Regions from separate parts of the Siniperca chuatsi genome. Here region 2 is linked to region 1. Evidence: chromatin contacts called from public Hi-C data. All regions are on one chromosome and are shown on one strand. The core of a region is the stretch at or near the end of the contact, and the rest is flanking DNA. Distances in the headings are between cores, read along the strand shown.

Region 1 (4,158 bases), core at 1,102-3,601:
GTAGTTTGGGTTTATTGCATGATTTACAGTCATTTATATTGTCTACCTTTCTCAGCTTCCCTAACCCTAAAGCGAATGGTGAAGAAGTACTTGCAAAGTTGCAATAGCACAATGTAAAAATACTCCATTACAAGTAAAAACCATGTATTCAAAATTTTACTTTAAAAGTATTAGTATTATTGTATTATATAATTATAGTATTATATTGGATTATTATTTCAAATAGATTAACATGTAAGCAGTATTTTAATGGTAGTTTAAACCATATATACTAGTTACATCTATAACAATGCATCATATTTTATAAGATGGTCACATGATTCATATGTAAAATCTTAATCTGCACAGAAACCACTAACTAGCTATCAGATACATTTAGTGGAGAAAAACTTACAATATATCCATTTTTAAATGAATAAAAGTGTAAAGTAATATGAGATGGAAATACTCAAAGTGCAATGTACTTGTAGTGCTTGTACCTCAGTGTACTTGAGAAAAAGTCAGTTTCACCTAAATGTCTCAGAGGTGAGAAATAATATAATATGTTTGGCCGTCTGCGTCTGTGTATGCATGTGTGTCTGCATGTGTACACGTGTCTAAGTGCTGAGTTGTGTGTCTCTTTCTATGTGTCTGCCCTCATGTCATGTTTTCATAACATCAGTAAAGATCTCCTGTTCATTAAAATATTTTAATCTCATCACTGGCATAAGGCCCTAACTGTAAATAAGTTGTTGCTTGGCACACACTTTGATGGTGGTGGTGGTGGTAGTGCCCATTTAGCCAGCGTTTCCTGTTTCTGTGCTGTGTGAAAGTCGGAGAAGACGTGTTTTTGTGTATTGTGCAAAGATTATGCAGAGTTAAAGAGCTTACTGTAACGGTGAGGTGTAGACAAATTTTAGACATACTACGCTATATTGTGTGACTTTTTGAGTGTATCACTGTTATGTACTGCGTGTGTGTGATCGAGAGGGTCAGTATAAAATGGAATTGTCAACAGAACATGATCCTTTGGTTGAGATAAATTAATCTATTAATTTAAAAAGAAACGTAGACACAAACAGATACGATGTGCGCTTGCTGCAAGGCCAGGTTTTAGATTGAGATTAGGTATTAAACAAGCAGAAGGCCAACAACTCTGTCCTCCGGGCTGTCTCCCGCCATCTCGTTGCCATGGTGTATGGAGCATTGTTTGCTGGCCTCTATGTCGGGTTGCCATGGCAGGGCTTATTTGCCATATTAAATGTTTGGCAGCATTGTACAGATGCTGATGACAAACATCCCACTTTGATCAATGAAACAGTTACTGATTAGAGGAGATTGGATAGAGCCACTGATCTATTTAACCACCTTAATTATAGTTTTTATGTACTGTATGAATGACATGAAGAAAAGTGTATGTATAATATCAAATATTATCATTATATTACAGAAAGTTGGAAAGTAGTAGTAGTTGGAAGTAGTTTAGTTTTGCCATTTATATGTGGGACTTTTTCCCGTAATGTATTGTGTTTTTCTTATTAGATTAAAAACCTGGCCTTGCAGCTTTTGAAAATTGGCATATGTTGTTTTTGTAATCACAGAACATAGTAGAACAGTAGTGGAAATCGTAAAATCTAATTTAAAGCCATTCCCTAAAATGAAGAGAATTTGTTTTACTAAATAAATAATATTATAGTGTCTTATTGAAGTTCTTGACATTGCTGAATATGACCAGATGATTAATCCAGTGTAAAATCCTTTCCCATTTTTAATGTAGTATTATGTGCTTTGATTATTCCTGACAATATGATGACTGGCTGAGATGTTAAAAAGAAGGCTATATGAGGGTGTGTGTTTATAGCTAGGTTGTGGTTGATAGTGTTTGTGGAGGTGCTTCTCAAATGAGGCTTAATCCTCTGTGTCTCTCCCCCTTGTGGTGTGGGGTGAGACTGCATGGTGACTTTTTACAAGAAATGTATACTGCTGCCTGGATTTTACATGGTAAACTGCTATATTTCTCCCCATTAAAACATGAATGTAGACTTAAAATCGATGTCCTTGTCGTCAGATCATTGGACACAGATTTATCACAAATTGTAGACTTTATGTTTTCTATTGTTATGCTGTCAAAAGTAATAGATTTCAGTGCTTTCACTTATATGTGCATGGCTGAAAAACTTAAATGCACATGTTAAGAAAATCTTTGAAAGTATAACTGTACTGTGTAGCAAACCTAGTTAATGGCTACGTTAACTAATTAATTTCTATCAAATTTGTATTGTATTTATACTTGAGTTAGAGGATTAGGTTATTTCAGGTCCATCAACTTAGTGTTATACAACCTGCATCACCTTCACCGCTCCACCACTATACACTGCTGTAACGTGTGAGAGCTCCTGTTTGGTTACCAACAGATAGCTTGGAAATGCTGCTGATTGACGTAGTTGGATCTAGATAAGATCTCATAGCTCCGCTGTAGACGCACCACGGTGGTTTTAGTGGTTTGCTTTTCTTCTTTTGCTTTCAGTGAAAGGCCTCAGTCTGCTGTCGCTAAGGCAGTGTGCATTAGCATACCTGTAGTAGAAAGTGCAACATGTGGTGCAAGAAAACCTTAATGTAAACTGTTACTACACTGTGTGTTTAGATAACAGGTAGATAACAGGTAGAATAGACTAGCAGTTAGTAGCTAGTTGCTGACCTGCCAGTGCCCCCGCTGAAAAGTCATAAGGCAGTTTGCTGAAAGTGGAGCAAAGGTCAAAGCCTGTGTTCTTTCTATGTAAATACATTTCATATTCTCTGTTATGGCCAAACACATATACAATGATGACATTTGACTGACAGTTTATGTGTCTCTCTTGTGTTTTTCAGATGATCTTGTGGGACTGGGATCTGAAACACTGGTACAAACCACAGTATCAGGTCAGTGCTGTGTTTATTTCAGCTCATATGTTTTTGGAGCATAAAGGTACATGTGCATGGATCATTCAGGTAACACAGAGATAATACAGGTCTTTTCAGATGGAGTGGTCTCTGATCTTTATCTCTCACCTTTAGGACATTCAGTTCTTTTCCTGATTTTTTTGGATAGGCAAAATTCACATTGTGTAAAACCTGGCATACAATGACCTTGGAATAGTTGTCATGCCGCATTTTATCATACTGAGACACATTCTTTGTCTTGTTTGAACTATTTGTGTAATCTTTCAAAGAATTTAGGTCCCACAGACCAAAAATCATTATTTGTAAACCAGAACACTTTTCCTCATGAAATCTGCCCTAAAAAAAGCAAGGATTACACCTGTTTTGTGCTAGACTGCTCTTACAATTTATGGGACATCACTTTAGATATTAGCCTCCCAATATACTGTAGTTGTTGTTACTGTTGTGTAAAAGGCTAGAGGAAGAGAAGAGTGATGAGGAGACAACAGGAGAGGAATGAGGTGGGAGAAGAAGCTAGCAATAGTAAATATCAAGAAAGTCAGCAGTGGGAAAATGGGATTCTTGAAAGAAATGAAGATGGAGCAAACAAGATTGAAGAGAGAGATGGAGGATCGTTATCAACATTGTGTACCTGATACCATTGTTCCTACCACAATACCACTAGCCCAAACAGCCTTTTGCGTTAGAGACATGAATCAGTAGATTGTCACCTATTCTGTTGTCTATATTACAGTGCACTCCAGCAGGAGGCTATTGGACAACTCTGTATCAAGCCATAAGCCAAAATTTGGGATCTATTTTCAAGCAAACTGACAACTCACAAAACTTTTCCAAAAACATTTTTAAAACAGAGTACTTTTTTGTGTTCAAATAATGTGCTGCTCTGAAGTTGCTCTCTGACAGTGCCTTTTGCGTGCATATGGCAGGGTGCAGTGAGCGGCAACGGCGTGGATCTTTCAGTCATCAACGAGGCCAGGAACCTGGTGTCGGACCTGCTCATGGACTCGTCTCTGTCACCACACACCATCTCAGCTCTGCGCAGCATCTCCAGCCTCATGGGGACATTTTCAGGCTCCTGCCGCCCCAGGGTCAACCCTTTCACCCCCTTCCCAGGTTTCTACCCCTGCGATGAGGTGGAGGACCCTGTAGAGAGGAGTGACAGGAAAACCATTAAGGTGGATATAAGCATTACTACTGCACCAAACTAGTATGGATACATAAAGAGATGAGTAATAGGCC
Region 2 (3,648 bases), core at 967-3,466, 34 kb before region 1:
CAACAATAAATTTATCCCATTTACAAACATTGTCTGTGCAGGAACAAACTACACTGGCTATGTTCATCATAATGAAAGGATATATCCCGCTGTGCAACAGTGTGGTCCAGTGTGTAATAGTTTTTTGAGGAACATGGAATTCTATGGCACAGAGGCATAAGCTACATCAGGCTTTCGCTACACAAACAATACTCATTAGTAGGTTAAATTAATTGTTGCTTTTGGTGTCTTCAGGAAAATTCTTAATTCTTGTGAGTTTTGCAAACCAACGTAACACTGTCACTTGTATTGTATTGTGTGGCTGCAACACCACAATAGACTACATTCATTTTTACACTGATCAACACCCACTTGAATGCAAGTCTTTAGTCATACACATTCAAATTGAAGTTTCCTGATAAGGAGGGTTTATGGTTCAAGTCAAGAGCAAAGTGCTTATTTACACCACAGAGCCTTGTCAGCCAAAGAACAATGACTACACATGTGCTTCTATCTACTCTATATGCTTACTTTTAAAATTATTGTTTATTATAGGATTCTCATTTAACTTAGTAAAAAGATCCTGTTCTGTGGGGATGGTTTCAATTTTCAAAAAAATGTGCAATCCACCTGGTACAGTCACAGTGTCTTTCATGACCTGAGACAACTGTGCCCAGATTAAGCAAACTGAAAACCTTATTATTATTTTCTGTGTTTGTGTTTATGTCTGTGTTTGTGGTTCGTGTATGTGGGTGGATGCAGGGTTTGTCAGTTTCTTGTGGAGGGTGGGTGTTCTTTCTCTTTTGTTCCTGTTTGTCCTTGTATTTTATTTATTTTCTTCTTCTGTACATTCTTTGTTGCTGTATGCATTTAAATGTAAAGCAGACTGAGTTTACCTGTGATGAAATGTGCTATATTGATGAAACTGCCTTGTCTTTCCATAGACCTTTTCCACAGCAGACATTTTGACTTGTCTGAGACACAGGTGTAACTAATTACATTAAAGATGGCTCTGTTCTATTTAAGGGTTCCACTAAGCCAGCATCCACACTTTAAGGGCCCTGGGATTGGCATGACTAAATGCTATGTAGTCATCTTTAATATGATTTATTACAACGGTGCTTTTCCTGCTGTGACATGTCAAAATTTCTGCTTGGGAAAAAAGTCTATTAGCTGTCTGTGGCAGCTCCAAGATTAGACTGTAATGACATCGCCACAGTTTGTCTGCTGTTGTGACTTGTTTAAGTTTTTATGACTGGACAATATAGAAATAACAGGACATTATGTAAATTAAGGAAGGAGTTTTCGTTTTAGGGTTAGAACTTGCTTGCTTAAGTTGGCAGTTCTCATGAAACAAGAATATTTATCTTGAATTCAAAGACATTTAAGTCTTGTTGGTCTGTCATGCTAACTAATGTTGTCAACAAGCTAGCTTACGTTTGTGGAAAGCCTCTATGTATTTAGCGTTAGCTAGCTAGCTAGAGTATCCAGTGGGGCTTTTTTCATGTCATGAACAGTGCCTTTGACTGTGCATTATTTATCTCGTAAATAAGGTAAAACGATATTTATTAGATATGATACCACTACTCGATACTTAATGCCGGCAACGTTGTTATTGTGATCAGTTTAATCGACAATCGTCTGATTTACCAACCTCAAGGCAGGCGAACCAAACGATCCCAGAGCAACATGATGCAGCGACACGCAGTGGCGACACTTTGCCCAAAAGACCCATTCATTTTAGGATGGTAAAAGATTACTTTATACAGTTAATTAGACTATTGCCAAGTTAATTTAAACTATATGCGTAGATGATAAACTGAGCCATGAGAAGTATAAAAAAATTGTAACGGTCGGCTCAATTCACATATTAATTTATCTCCATTTTAAACAAAGTGATATTCAAATTGTGTACAGATGAAATCAAGTCTAAAAACATCTAAAATATTTAAAATTAATAATAACAAAGACGACCCTACACATGAGGAATGTACCTGAAACATCTAAACTTGCAGGATTGGAGGGTAAAACTGTTATGGAAATGTAACCTTAAGTTTTAGTGATACATTCTTTATTAAATGAGAATATTAAAAAAAATCCTCACTAACTGCAGCTTCAGAGTACATTGATTATATTACATGAACTCAGGATTGGTTCAGCGCTCCACATTACAAAGCCCTGCGGTCTAAGTTGTCGCCTCTAGGCGGCGACAGAGAGCCCCATTTCTGTAAAAACAACATCTCACCTTCTTTCTTTAGTCCAAGTGCTGGAGCACGTTTGAGTGACCATGGAGTGCTTTTGCTGTCATGTAGTTTAGCGCTAATACGGCGTGAATATTAGAAGAGGGGGACTTTTGCGTGGATACGAGGAGCCACAGTCGAGCCATGGCTGCACGGGAGGAAGGAGAGGTTTTGCACAGTAAAATAAGGCACCACGACGGAGCTGGAAGTGTAAACAGCTCAGAGGGCTTCAGGAACGGCTATGTGAAGAGCTGCGTCACCCCTCTTAAACAGGACCATCAGAGGGGATTTTTGTTTAACGTGTGCAGGTTTTGCAACGAAGACGTTCTTAATTCAAAATTGTTAAAGGTCTCTGCCCTCTACGTCGGCGCCTTTGTAATCTTCGCGGTTTCTTTTCTCATTTCTAGGAGCTTGCAAAGTGACTCGCTTTGGGATTTGCGGACTTTTTTGTCGGGCTTCTCCCAGTCCATCAGTCCTTTATTCAGCATAGGATGTGCTTTCTTCTTTCTAACGTTTTACCTGAGGAGGAAAAAGAAAGAAAGCAGTAAATGCTGGCTCGTGTCACTGCCAGCATCGTGTTACCTCGGGGATTTTTTGGTTTTGCGGTTTTTGCAATGGGGAGAGGACCAACACCAGATGCAAATGGTGGGCAGGTTGTTATTCGTGTTGGGATGTGTGGGTCTGCTCACACTGATCCCCACTCTGAAACTCAAACACAGTGTTCTTATACTGGTTTTTGCCAGCGTTGTGTGGCTTGTTTCTTTCACAAGTTTGAGCGGTCTGCCTGCACTGCTCAGACCGCTCTTCGCCTGCTTTGCGGGGGTTTCTGGCTCCCTGTTGGGGCTCTGTTTCGACCGTTATTATCCGTCGAGGGAAGCACCTAGTGGGATTTCCACCGCGGAGGAAAAGGTCCCTGTGATCAGACCTAGGAGAAGGTCCAGTTGTGTTTCACTGGGGGAAACGTCGACCAGCTATTATGGCAGTTGTAAAATGCCTCGCAGACCTTCGTTACCCTGTATATCCAGAGAACAGGTAGGTCTTCCCCTGCAGGACCACGTCTGTTGTTATAGTTCAAAACTAGGCCCACTGATCATCCACAGCTACCCCGAGTGCACATGTGCATCAGAAGAGGAAAACACCCTATCTTATGTCATGAAAATGCAAATCAAACTACTGACCTACAGAAAAGCATTCCCTCACAGAACAAAATCAGTTAAGCTATTTCACCAAATTATCAGCCTAACATTAGATATTCAATAATTAAATGGCTTGTAGCTAAAAGAGAACATTGTGTTGTGAATGATTTAACTAGGTTATTACAGACTATTCCAGGTTGCAGGCAATCTAACATTATTTTTTGCAGTGTTATTAAATAGGCCTACATATGTTATAAATATCAAGCAAGGACTTTTACCTTAAGCAAGCAAAT

The links. Hi-C and Micro-C count contacts between places; a contact is called where the count stands out from the background.
Region 2: a Hi-C map of liver shows a contact between it and region 1, with 2.1 times the contacts expected there. The contact joins the promoter of pde3b here to the enhancer-like site in region 1. A contact is called at or near these places in 2 of 3 Hi-C or Micro-C datasets (liver and skeletal muscle).

What each region holds. Positions count from the first base shown.
Region 1 is chrLG1:15,814,069-15,818,226 of ASM2008510v1, reverse strand. pde3b (cGMP-inhibited 3',5'-cyclic phosphodiesterase B) reads left to right here. Exons shown (of 16, transcript XM_044189735.1): 2 at 2,848-2,898; 3 at 3,846-4,094. Among protein-coding and RNA genes, the nearest start is that of LOC122873263, 23 kb to the right of the region's middle. Within about 2 kb of position 2,351, the one cell type or tissue checked has an H3K27ac peak away from gene starts, as active enhancers do. A contact at or near this core is called in liver, where this site is marked.
Region 2 is chrLG1:15,848,467-15,852,114 of ASM2008510v1, reverse strand. pde3b (cGMP-inhibited 3',5'-cyclic phosphodiesterase B) reads left to right here and starts at 2,216. Exons shown (of 16, transcript XM_044189735.1): 1 at 2,216-3,251. The coding sequence starts at 2,364.